Linked DNA regions of Columba livia: region 2 is linked to region 1. The links are chromatin contacts, called in public Hi-C maps. All regions are on one chromosome and are shown on one strand. Each heading gives the region's core, a stretch centred on a gene start, on an enhancer-like site or on the middle of the called end of the contact. The rest is flanking DNA. Distances are from core to core; before and after follow the strand shown.

Evidence for each region. A called contact is a pair of places that touch in the nucleus more often than the background predicts.
Region 2: a Hi-C map of liver shows a contact between it and region 1, with 1.8 times the contacts expected there. The contact joins the enhancer-like site here to the promoter of LOC102084381 in region 1. A contact is called at or near these places in 2 of 2 Hi-C or Micro-C datasets (crop and liver).

Annotation. Positions count from the first base shown.
Region 1 is chr13:16,354,109-16,359,687 of bColLiv1.pat.W.v2, forward strand. LOC102084381 (transcription initiation factor TFIID subunit 4) reads right to left here and starts at 1,595. Exons shown (of 15, transcript XM_065028441.1): 1 at 404-1,595. The coding sequence starts at 1,550.
Region 2 is chr13:16,392,492-16,397,739 of bColLiv1.pat.W.v2, forward strand. It overlaps GARRE1 (granule associated Rac and RHOG effector 1), which reads right to left. Exons shown (of 14, transcript XM_065028424.1): 8 at 4,137-4,234; 9 at 2,540-2,665; 10 at 1,046-2,034. Among named protein-coding and RNA genes, the nearest start is that of SS18L2, 14 kb to the left of the region's middle. Within about 2 kb of position 3,845, at least 1 of the 3 cell types and tissues checked has an H3K27ac peak away from gene starts, as active enhancers do.

The DNA.
Region 1 (5,579 bases), core at 345-2,844:
GGAAAACTTCTAAAGACTATTAAGAGTAAAGCAGAAAACAGAGTCCTTCAAAACAGATGTAAAAACATTCCAACAGCCCAACTTTTTATCTCACGCTCAACTGCTCACTACACCACCGCGCACACCTTACCTTGACTGCCGCTCTATCCCTAAGATAAAACAAGTAACTCATCAACCAACAGTCATAATTAGTTTGCATTAGCAACCGCCCGTCCCGCACCAATTACATCCTCATTACCGGCAGCCGGTTTGTCAGAAGCCGCCCTCACAGGTGGCTCTGCTTTTGTCTCCAGCACGTCGAGCAGCGGGAAGACGACAACTTTGGGAAAAAACAACAATCCCTCAGCCAAAAAGCAGAGGTTAGAAGGGGCGGCGAGCCTGTGGCCGTCGTGTTCGCACTTACCGGGCGGGATGGTGAAGCCGGGGGGCAGCTGGATGGTGGTCTGCTGGATGGCGGGCTGCTGCGGCGGCCTCACGATCAGCTGGGGGGCCACGATCCGGGGGGCAGCGCCCATCGCCGGCCTGGGCGACAGGGCCTGGGGGGCGGCGGGGGCGACGGGGAGGGCAGCGCCCGCCTTGGCGACGCCCGCGGCGGTGACCGCCGTCTTGGGCGCGGCTCCGGGGGCCGCCGGGGCGCAGTTGGCGACCGAACCCTGTCCCGGCGGGGCGGCCGCGTTGGGCGCGGGGCTGGCGGAGTTACTGAGTGCGTTTACTGCGGGGAGCGGGCCGGGCGCGGGCTTGGTCTGTGCTGTGGCGGCGTCGGCTCTGCCGTGGCTGCTGACTGGTGGGGCTGCCGCTGGCCGGCCCCCGGCGCCCTCCCCGTTGGGCGCCGCCTCGCCGGGGAGCGGCGCGGTCGTGGCGGCGGCGGCGCCCTCCGCCGCTCCCGCCGGCCCGGTGCCCCCCGCGGGGGTCTCGTTCCCCGCCGCGGCCTCGGCGCGCTGCGGCGGTGCGCTGTCAGCGGCGGGCGGGCTGCCGCCGGGGCTGGGGCTCCCCGCGTCCCGGACAGCGGCGCCGGCAGCCACATGGTTGTTGACAGGCTGGGCAGGGGCGCCGGCGGGCGGGGGGGCAGCGGGCTGCGGCGGGGCAGGGGCGGCGGGGCTGCTGCCGCCGCTGCTGAGGAGAGCCGGTCCATGTGATTGCTGCACACTACTACTGTTTACACTCACTCCCCTCCCTGCCGCCGCCGCTGCCGCCGCTGCTGCCGCCGGGGGGGACGGGGACGGGAGCGGCCCCTGGGCAGGGGCTCGGCTCTCCGCGGCTCCGGGGCACCCCGCCGCCTCCTCTACCCCGGGCGCAGGAGGGGGCGCGGGATGCCCTTGCTGCTGCCGGACCGGGCTGCTGCCCCCCGCTAGGCTCCCCTGGTGCTGCTGCTGCTGCGGCTGCTGCTGCTGGGACGGGGCGGAGGTCCTGGGCTGGGGCGCCTCGGCGGAGCCCCGGCCGCCGGCCAGCTGCGATTCCAAGGAGCCCACCAGGTCGCTGACCGCCTTCTCGTCCACCTCCTCGGAGAAGAGCAGCATCTCTTCCAGGGGGTCCGAGGCGCCCGCCGCCATCTTGCGCTGAGCTGGGAGCCGGCCGCGCAGCGCGCAGGCGCGCCGGCCTCTGGCGCGCGCGAGGCATTCTGGGAGGGGCCGGCTTCCTCCTCCCCGCCAGGGGGCGGGGCAGAGCAGAGCGCGGCGGCCGGCGGTCGGGCCGCCCCGGCCCGTTCGCGCTCTCCGCGGCCTGCTCAGACCCAGAGGTCCGGGAACGGCCCGGCAGCCAGACCGCGCTGGGCGAGGGACGGTTATGTGGAGGGCGGCAGGCGGCTCCCCGGCCGCCTCGGGAAGCCGAGAGGCGACAGCGTGTCCAGGCAGGTGCCTTGGCGGTGCAGGGGGTGTGTGACCCTGCCGTTGGCTCCTGGCAGGCAGGCTGAGGCGCGGAGAAGGCCTGCGGGCCTGGGACAGACGGCTGCGAGCTGGCACGGTGGGAACTCAGCTGTTGTGGTCATGTTGTGTTTCGGTAGCGAAGCTGCTGCAGCTGTGCTCTTCGCCTTCCCTCCGTACCATTTTTGCACGGTTACGGAGCACCCAGCTGCCTTACACACCAACTCCGTCAGAAGGAGGTGACTTCCAGTGCTGTTGACACCGTTGAAAATCCTAAGCTGCACGCAGAGTGCTTGCACTTGCATTTGCACTGCTGTGTCTGCTTTAGGCATTCATGTCCAAAGCTGCTGTTTTACCTGGACGAGAACGGTTGCAGCATGTGGACACTGCCACTTGTAAACCAAAAATAAGATTCGTGGTGTCATCACAGCAGCTGCTGGCATACTGTGTGCCTTCTGCATCCCCACAGGAAATTTGAGCTAGTTTTTTTTGTTACTAACACTTCTGCCATTGCACTCCTGCATGCTGTTTTCCCATGAGTGCTTGCCTCATACATTGAGAAATGCCATTTAAGAGAAAGACAGTGGTCCTAACCCATCACTTTTTTGACTAATGACAGGGCAGTTTCATTGATGCAACCTTTGGTATAAATAACTTTGCTCCTGTGAATCACCAGTGCCCACAGTTCATTGATACTGTTCTGGCACACAAGAGGTAACCATCGCGGATTTGTGAAGCTGTCAGCAGAAGGCACTTTGGGTTCCATCATGTGTGCTGGCCTGCGGCAGCGTGGATGTCTGCGAACTGGGATGTATCTGAGCTGCTGCTCTGTGGCCTGAAATGGTGACTCATTCTTCATGTTGTGATTTTCAGGGTTTTCCACAAAACTGAAAAAGCTGCACCTGTGAATAATCCACCCGCAATTGCACAACACACAGGTGGAAACAAGTGAAGGGCTCACAGTGCACACAACTTTTCTCCTATTCCCAGACTCAATCTGTTAAGTCATACCTTGTATGACTTGCTTAAGTCACAAGACTAAATTGCTAATAACTGGTTTGTTACCATCCGTTTTCTCTCAATGTAGGTTACATTTTTATTCAAGGTATTTTTTCCTAATTGTCTGTTTATACCTTTAGGAGCAGGTTTATGATGAATCAAAATAAACCACTTTTAAAATGCATTAAAATTAGGTTGCACCATTTTAATTAAGGTGTCTCCTGAAATAAAACGAGTGCATATTTCTTAAATAAAGCAGCCAGTAAAAGTACTGAAGGACCAAACACATGGTTAGGATGTATAAAGGGGAGGCTGTGCACTAGATGAATGTGAAAGCACAGCAATGCTTATGAAAAACAGTATTAAGTGTATGCAGGAGGTCTAGACATCAAAAACTTGCATAGCAAATGAGTACTGCTTTTATAGAGTGCTAGAGCTGAATTACATTTGGACTTTTAACAAATGTTTCTACCTGGAAACTTAATTAAAACAGGCTATTACTCAATTTTGTATTGCACAAAAGTAAAGAATATTCATTTGGGTTGGAAAATATCAGAGTCTATCCAATATTGATTTATTAAGAGTCCCACATTTTATTATCAGAGAAGATTCCATGTTTCCTTCCCTTATTTGCCCTGATCCTGGACTTGATTTACATACACAGTTTAACAAGAGAATGGAAAGACATATTCTGCAACTAGTCCTGACTATGAAAAAAGTTTTAGGATACATTTTTCTAACACTATGGCATTAAACTGAGTGTCTCCATAAAACCCCCCAGGGAGGAAAAATTTACTGGTTTGTAACTTTAGGAGATAAAAAGTAATCTTCCCACCAGAAAGAGAAAGCAGCAAGTCATGACATACAACAGGATTCAAAATGTAAGAAATTACATACTTGTAATTACAGTTTTAAAGTACATTTGTGGGTGGATAAACTGTAAAATATGAATTCATGTTTCTTCCTACTCACCTCTTCTTAATTGAGCCATTTTATACATATAAGCACACAGAATAAGGAAGTGTAATAGCATATTTTATTTAATAAAACATGATGAATACTGATTCACATTGGACTCCTTTCAAGCCAAGAAGTGATGACATACATAAGAATGTATATAAACTTGCTGATGAAACTGGCTTTGGGCTTGTGCCCATAGGGAGTGAGTACAGAATCTCTGTGAACGTTTGTATTAATTATTTTATTATAAAAATATTTTTCAAATATTTACATGCTTTTCATCATAGAAAACATGACTCTGAATGTATTTGTTGCCCTTTCATTTTTTGGAGTTAAATATGTATAAAATAATAATTTAAAAAATCTTAAGAGACCACTGTGATAATCTCATCTCTAAAGTAGAATCATTCCTGAATTATGTTTTGTTTGAAATAGATAATGTCTATTAGGAAAGCTAACTTCCAACCATGGCTTTAAAATCAGCTGTGAAAAAAAATGCACCACAAAACTTACGGAGTTGTTATTCAGTTATCAACACTGTTAAGCCCTGTTCCCTGCTTCCAGCCTAAGGTTTTCATTAATAACTCACTACATAATAGCAGCACCACTGCCATATTAAGCTGCAGGGAGTAATAACAGTTCACACAGACAAGTATCTTTTTGTCATCCAGAGAAGTGAAAGCATTTAAAAAGGGGCACTATTTTTCTAGTATGTGTCATGGGTTTCCTTGAAAAACACACTTTCAGTACATTCAAATATACAACTAATTAAGTTTAAAACTAACATTAAAATGGTACCTACCAACTGAGATAAGATTTTGAGATAATTTAAAAGGAATTTACAGAACTCCTTACATTCATAATTGAAACTCACTTTATGCTAAAAAAATATTATTTCAACTGCTGATTTTAAGTATGAACTAGAAATTATAAATTCCACAAATTGGAGAGCACAAAGATGGCTAAAGTAACCAACAACTGTTGTAGAAATGTGTCTAAATTTAGCTTCATGTATTTCAGTTGCAAAGGAATTTCTTTTTTAAATACAGGTTACAGAAATCTAGGAGCTTTTGTTTTGAAGTGAATCATAATTGTAAATATTGCCTGTGCTTACCCAGACAGGACTTGATGGAGAGGATTGGGAAAATTTGACATCAAGAAGGTTAAAATTTAACCCTCAGATTTTTTGTCAAGGGGATAGTTTTCTATTCCTAGCTTTTTTTCTTTTATTCATTCTGGGCAACTTCTCTCTTTCAGAAACTTTGCAAGCGTTAACACCTAAAAGCAAACTCTGGTAGTTTTCTGCTTGAATTCTCTCCTGAAATGCTCCTATACTGTGTCCCAAGCTCAAAGAAACATCTATTTCTATTTCCTGTTCCACCACACAACTGTGAAACTCTAATTCTATACATGGGAGTCTTTGACTACAATTTTGGGGGGCAGATGAGGGAAAACTTAGGAAGATGTTGGCCAGATGTTGTTCTCTCTCCTCCTATGTCAGTATCACAAGCCTGCCTGCCTTCCTCCCCCCCCTCCCCCCATGGTGTCCTCTCCCTTCATCAGCCAGGGGCCCCATCTTCCCTGCAACCTCCTCCAAAACGTTTCTTCCCTCTTCCAAGCCCCATCTATATCTGAAGCTAATACATCTCCTGTAAGGAGGCAGGAGCAGGAACACCACATAATAAAGACTGTAGCTGATCCTCGAGATTGTCGTTAGGCTCTCCACCTCCTCCAAAATGTTATTTAGCCACAGCTGAGAAG
Region 2 (5,248 bases), core at 2,595-5,094, 41 kb after region 1:
AGACTTAAAATTGTTGAGAAGCTTTTGATAACATACCTATGATGCCTATTTTTGCCTTATAAACTCCACTAATTTATCAACTAAGTTGACAAAGTAACTATAAAATGATGAGTCAAATGAGCTGGTTTGTGAGCCGCCCCCACAGTCCTAACCCATGTGCAGGCAAACGAGCGTGGGGAAAGGATTCCTGCTTTGATAAAAGCTTTTCCTGTTCTGGTGCTGCCAGCCTCCAGGCACTTCTCAAAACCGAATACTACAAAGTTTCTGTAGCTATGTTACAGGCCAACAGAAATTATAATTACGACAGAATAAATTTGTAAGTTGTTCTTAGTACTACCATCAGAAGAATTCATTAGAGACTACAATCAATTTCATAGTGTTTAGCTATTTGCTTATGGCTATAAAATTTTATCTTGCTTCATCTTCGACAAAAATCCTTCTACATTTACAGTTTATCGGTGGTTCAAACACATCGGGCAAACCACACAGCTCTTGCTCTTTAGTCTCTAATCCTTCAGCATCCAAGCTTTTCACTGCAGTCACAGCTGTACAACAGGAACCAGTACAACTCCCATGGAACAGCACAGTAACGGAGGGGAAATGCAGGGACAGGGAAAGGTGCAATCTGCCTGTATCTCCAGACTCCAAGACTGGTAAAGAGCAGGAAAGATCATTTTGGGGAGAGGTAAATTACTTAAGTTCAGGACTTAATGATGGTTTTAAACAATTTTACGAATTAACAAGAGGAGCAACCTCATCTCCAAGTATCTGGTTTAGTATTTTGATGTGGTCCATATCAGACCTCCAACAACTGGGACAAGAAACAAGGAATTTGTTCGCATTCTCATTTATTAATGAAAGTTGCTTATACTTCAGTTCACCTTCTGTTAAAAAGAAGCATACATATAAATACCTGTTTGCCTTTGTAAGCACCCCAGCATCTGGTAGACAGCACTAGGAAATGAGTGTTATTGCTAGCAATATTTAACAGTATTCTTTGCAAGAGGACCCTTAGGAAAAACATAATAAAGGAAAAGATACACACCTGCAGGGTCAAAAGGCAGGATTTCTCCCAACATCCCAAACACTCCATCAGTTTGGTCACGATTTGGCCATGTGTTGTTTCTAGGTCCTTGTGGTTTCTGTCCCAACATCTCTGACATCATATTGTCCATATAGCTGCTCACGAGACCCAAGCTGTACAAATCAGAGCTTAAATCTGAAAAACCAGGATTGTTCCACTGGTTTATATGAGACAATCCAGCTCCAACAGCTTGGGCTGGCTGCTGCGAAGAATTAGTCAGCCACTTGGCAGGTACGCGTTGCTGTGGTCCAATAGGTTGAAGCAAGTGCTGGTAATACTGCACTTGCTGCTGCTGCTTTTGTGACTGTTGTTGCTGTGACAAGCCTTGCTGAGAAGGATGCAGTGGGGTGTGAGACACAGACTGCGGCTGCTGTTGTACTGTTCCTGATTTTTGTTCTGCTGCTGTAGAGGATGCAACAGAGTTCCTTCTTTTCACCATTGGAGAAGTCTGCTGGGATTTGCCCATGTTAAAACCAGACAAGAAATCTATAACATCCTGCATTTCTTGGTCAGTTGGCAAATTCATACCTTTGTCGTCCTTGCCATCATCTGGTTTGAAGAAGTTGTCCCATCTTTCAACTAGAAATCCATTCACCAGCTGATTATTTGTGCTCTGAATTGACTGCAGTGGATCTGTGGTCCTAGGAAAACTGCCAATGTTCAAAATGCTTTGTAACCGTGCATCTATGTTAGTGGGCATTTTAGCTTTCTCCTCTGAGTTGGAACTTATGAAGACATTTTTGGAAGGTGTATTGGGGATTGAATAACTTCCAGTATTACTTGTACTGGTACAGGAAGTTTTTTTTGTAAACCTTGAAGTCAGTTTTGAGAACGTTTTTTGCAGACCACCCGAAGATTTGCTTCCATTTCCAGATGGCATGTCAACTTGATTCCCAAAGTCTGAGATTTCACGCTGTAACTGGATCTGAATACAAGGCAAAGCTTGCTCCCTGCATCAACAAAAACACGTATATCAAACCACATAATACATAACTGAGGCTGCACTTCGGAGGAGAATGTGTATTTGGGTAATAGGTAGCAGACAAAACAGAACCAAAGATTGCAAACTTCACCAGCTACTTCTTATGGTAACAATGCAAATTATTACTAGTATTTGCAATAGCATTAACTACTTCCCGTTCCATAAGAAATTTTAGTTGTGCTTCAAGACCTAAATGGAGACCAATTTAATATACATCAAATATTTTTGTAAGAGAGAAACAAATACTTTTGTACACTTGGATAAGCTTCTGGTTTGTTTTTAAAAAGACTGCTGTATCTCTATATGTCCCCACAAGGTACCGATGTAGATGACCAATTTCTTGTTCGCAGTTTGCCTACTGTTTTCCCCTGCTGAGGAACTGGTACTATCAAATTCCTCAATACAGACCTTTCAACAACGATGGCTTTGTTTAACCTAGGAAAGTAGGGCATGAGGCTCAATAGGAGATGTACCTTCCTTCCTTCCACCTGTGTATGTCAAACACGGCGGTATAGAGCACATCTACTAATCCCAAAGTCTTCTCAGGATCCAGACTCCTCTGTAGCAAAGACATTGTTGCTGGATCTTCCTTCAGACACCTGTAATTATGAATTTTAACTTAAAAAAATATATACATATATATTTTTTACATTAAACAATTTTACCATACTAGTCAGATAAGAAAAGGCCAATTGCTGCACTGTTTCTGCTCCTACAGAGGTGCAACTAATCAAGGCAGTACAATGTACAAATGCCTGAGGGTTCCTAAAGACTACACCTGCAGCCCCAGTTTCTTTCTACTGTTGAATGTACAGCTTATCTAAACTGTAAAATTAGGACTTATATAATGTATTTTAAAATCATGATTAACAATTAGCTCTTTAGCTGAGCAGGCATAAAACAGGCACAGAGAAATGAAATAGGAAATGCATGAAGCCCATTTCTGGAAAACAGCAAGAGCCCTCAACAAACCCGACAAACACCAGCGTTTTCTCTGACCCCAGCCTGACAGACTGCACATGGAAAATGGTTCAGCATATCCAGCAGTCTGCGGAGATTTTACTGAGCTGTGAAGATGCAGGATTAGTGAGTTTTCCTCATTAATGGCGCAAAATCAGGGCTGAATTTGAGGTGAAAGCAGAATAACTGAAACCTAAATATTAGCACATATTTAAGTACTTAATGAGCCCATCCCGCAGCGGCGAGTGAAGAGGCACTGTCGCGGCGTGGCAGCAGGAGGAGCTCTTCCAGAGCACACAGAGCCTGGCTCAAAGCACTCTGCCTTCCTTTAGTTCTTTCATAATAGAGCAATTTACGGAAAGGGAACAGAGAAGTGCTGGTTCACACTCTGTAGAGGAATGAAAGCTGTATTGGGGTAAGCAGACTGTATGTGTGGACTCGTACTTCTGGACACAGCACTGGTACCATTAGTGACAGGGTATCTCACTGAGGGATCAGATGAATGAGCTGTGTTGTACTGGAATTTGTAGCAATGAGTAGTCCAAAGTGAGGGAGAAAGGCAGTGTTCCAATTCCACATCATTGTTTCAAAAGGGAAGAAATCCTCACCTAAAAGTGCAGGTTAATCCTAACATTCTTCCCTAGGCAGTCAACTAAACTGGTAGGAATAGCATCTCAGACCAGAGTTCTGCAGTTTAAGGCAGCGCCTAAAGAACAGCTCTCGTACTAATCTCGATCTAATTCCTGGCCTTCCTGAGATAACAGCTGTGAGGACCCGCCAGGGAGGAGCAACACAAATCCTGTTGGATTTCAAAACAAACCCCACACAACTTCTCTTTTGTCGTCAAGCTTTTACTCTTTCTTTAAAGTTGGTTTTAGTGGCGCAGCACTGCCTGTCCCGCATTGCCTCCACCAGAGGCAGCACCAGGACACACACAGCCAAGTACGCCTGTCAGGAACAATGGCATTCCAACAGTTCCACACCACGGAACTTAAGGAAGATATGCCATAATTGTGCAGATTCTCTCTTTCATTTGTACTGCAATATTTTCCCCCTATATATTCCAGTCATAACTATTAGTATAATCTCCAATACAGTGTATTTATTTACCAAGTTGATGGAACTTGCACCACAATTCTGGATCCTTCTAAACTTATCTGAGGAGCATAGGCTTCTTTATTTTCAATCTGTGCTGTGTCCACAACCACCTAGCAAATAAAATGAAAATGAAAGGGAAATTATTTTAAGTATTAGTTCTAGTTATTTTGTCAGTCCTGTAGTTACATTGCAAGAGTCCCACCTCTCCGCCAAGCTGCAGGTGCAAAAAATAACCAGATAAAACAAGTGAACTCACAAAATTATTATAAAGTTGATTTCTATTTTAATATCTTAAAAAAAAAATAAATAGTTTGATACAGTGACTTATACTTCAAGGACTTAATTCTTCTCAGCTACTTACTGGAGCTATGCATCGCTATGTAGGTACCAACTGCTTTACCTAACAGCTGGTAGTTATCAATGGCTTCTTATAACAGCCCTTAACATTTGAGAGGTTTGGCACTATTGCTACTTTATTAGCTCCCAAACACCTATTTATCAAATGTTTTAAATAATTTAACTGCAGTGCATGGTATGATATAATTAAGTAGTATTTAGTCTAAAACTCTTCGCATAGCTCACAATTCTTAATACACACCCCCCTCCTTTTAAGGTTATAAAATCCCACACAACATTTCTCTATTCTACCTAATGGAACTGTACTATTATTCGTTCCCTATTATATAAAGAGAAGAATAGCGACTGTTCAATTTGTTGAATTCTGAGCCTTCTGTAAGACACCATGAAGATATATGGGAAGACTAAAGTCTTAAAAATTAACCTTCTATCATGAACCTTTCTTTTTATGGAATTGAGGAGGGATGGATTCGCTTTAGCTTCATTCAAAATTTAATACCAGTGATAGTAAGTTCCATATTTGGTTCGTGCTTTCTGTTGTTGTCCAGTCTGCATGGGTTGGCCTTTTTGATCATTTCCATAATTTCCTATTTTGGTCATGCTGAACCAGCAGCTTTTTGGCAGCAGTCAGCAGTTCCTGCTTCAGTGACTAGCAGATTAGCTGTACCATCTATCCTTCAAATGGCAAAAGTCCTCGGGTATGAATAAGCCTCAGGGGAGATTACTGGCTTTTTTTTCAATCATCCTACACTGGTTCTACTTCTGAC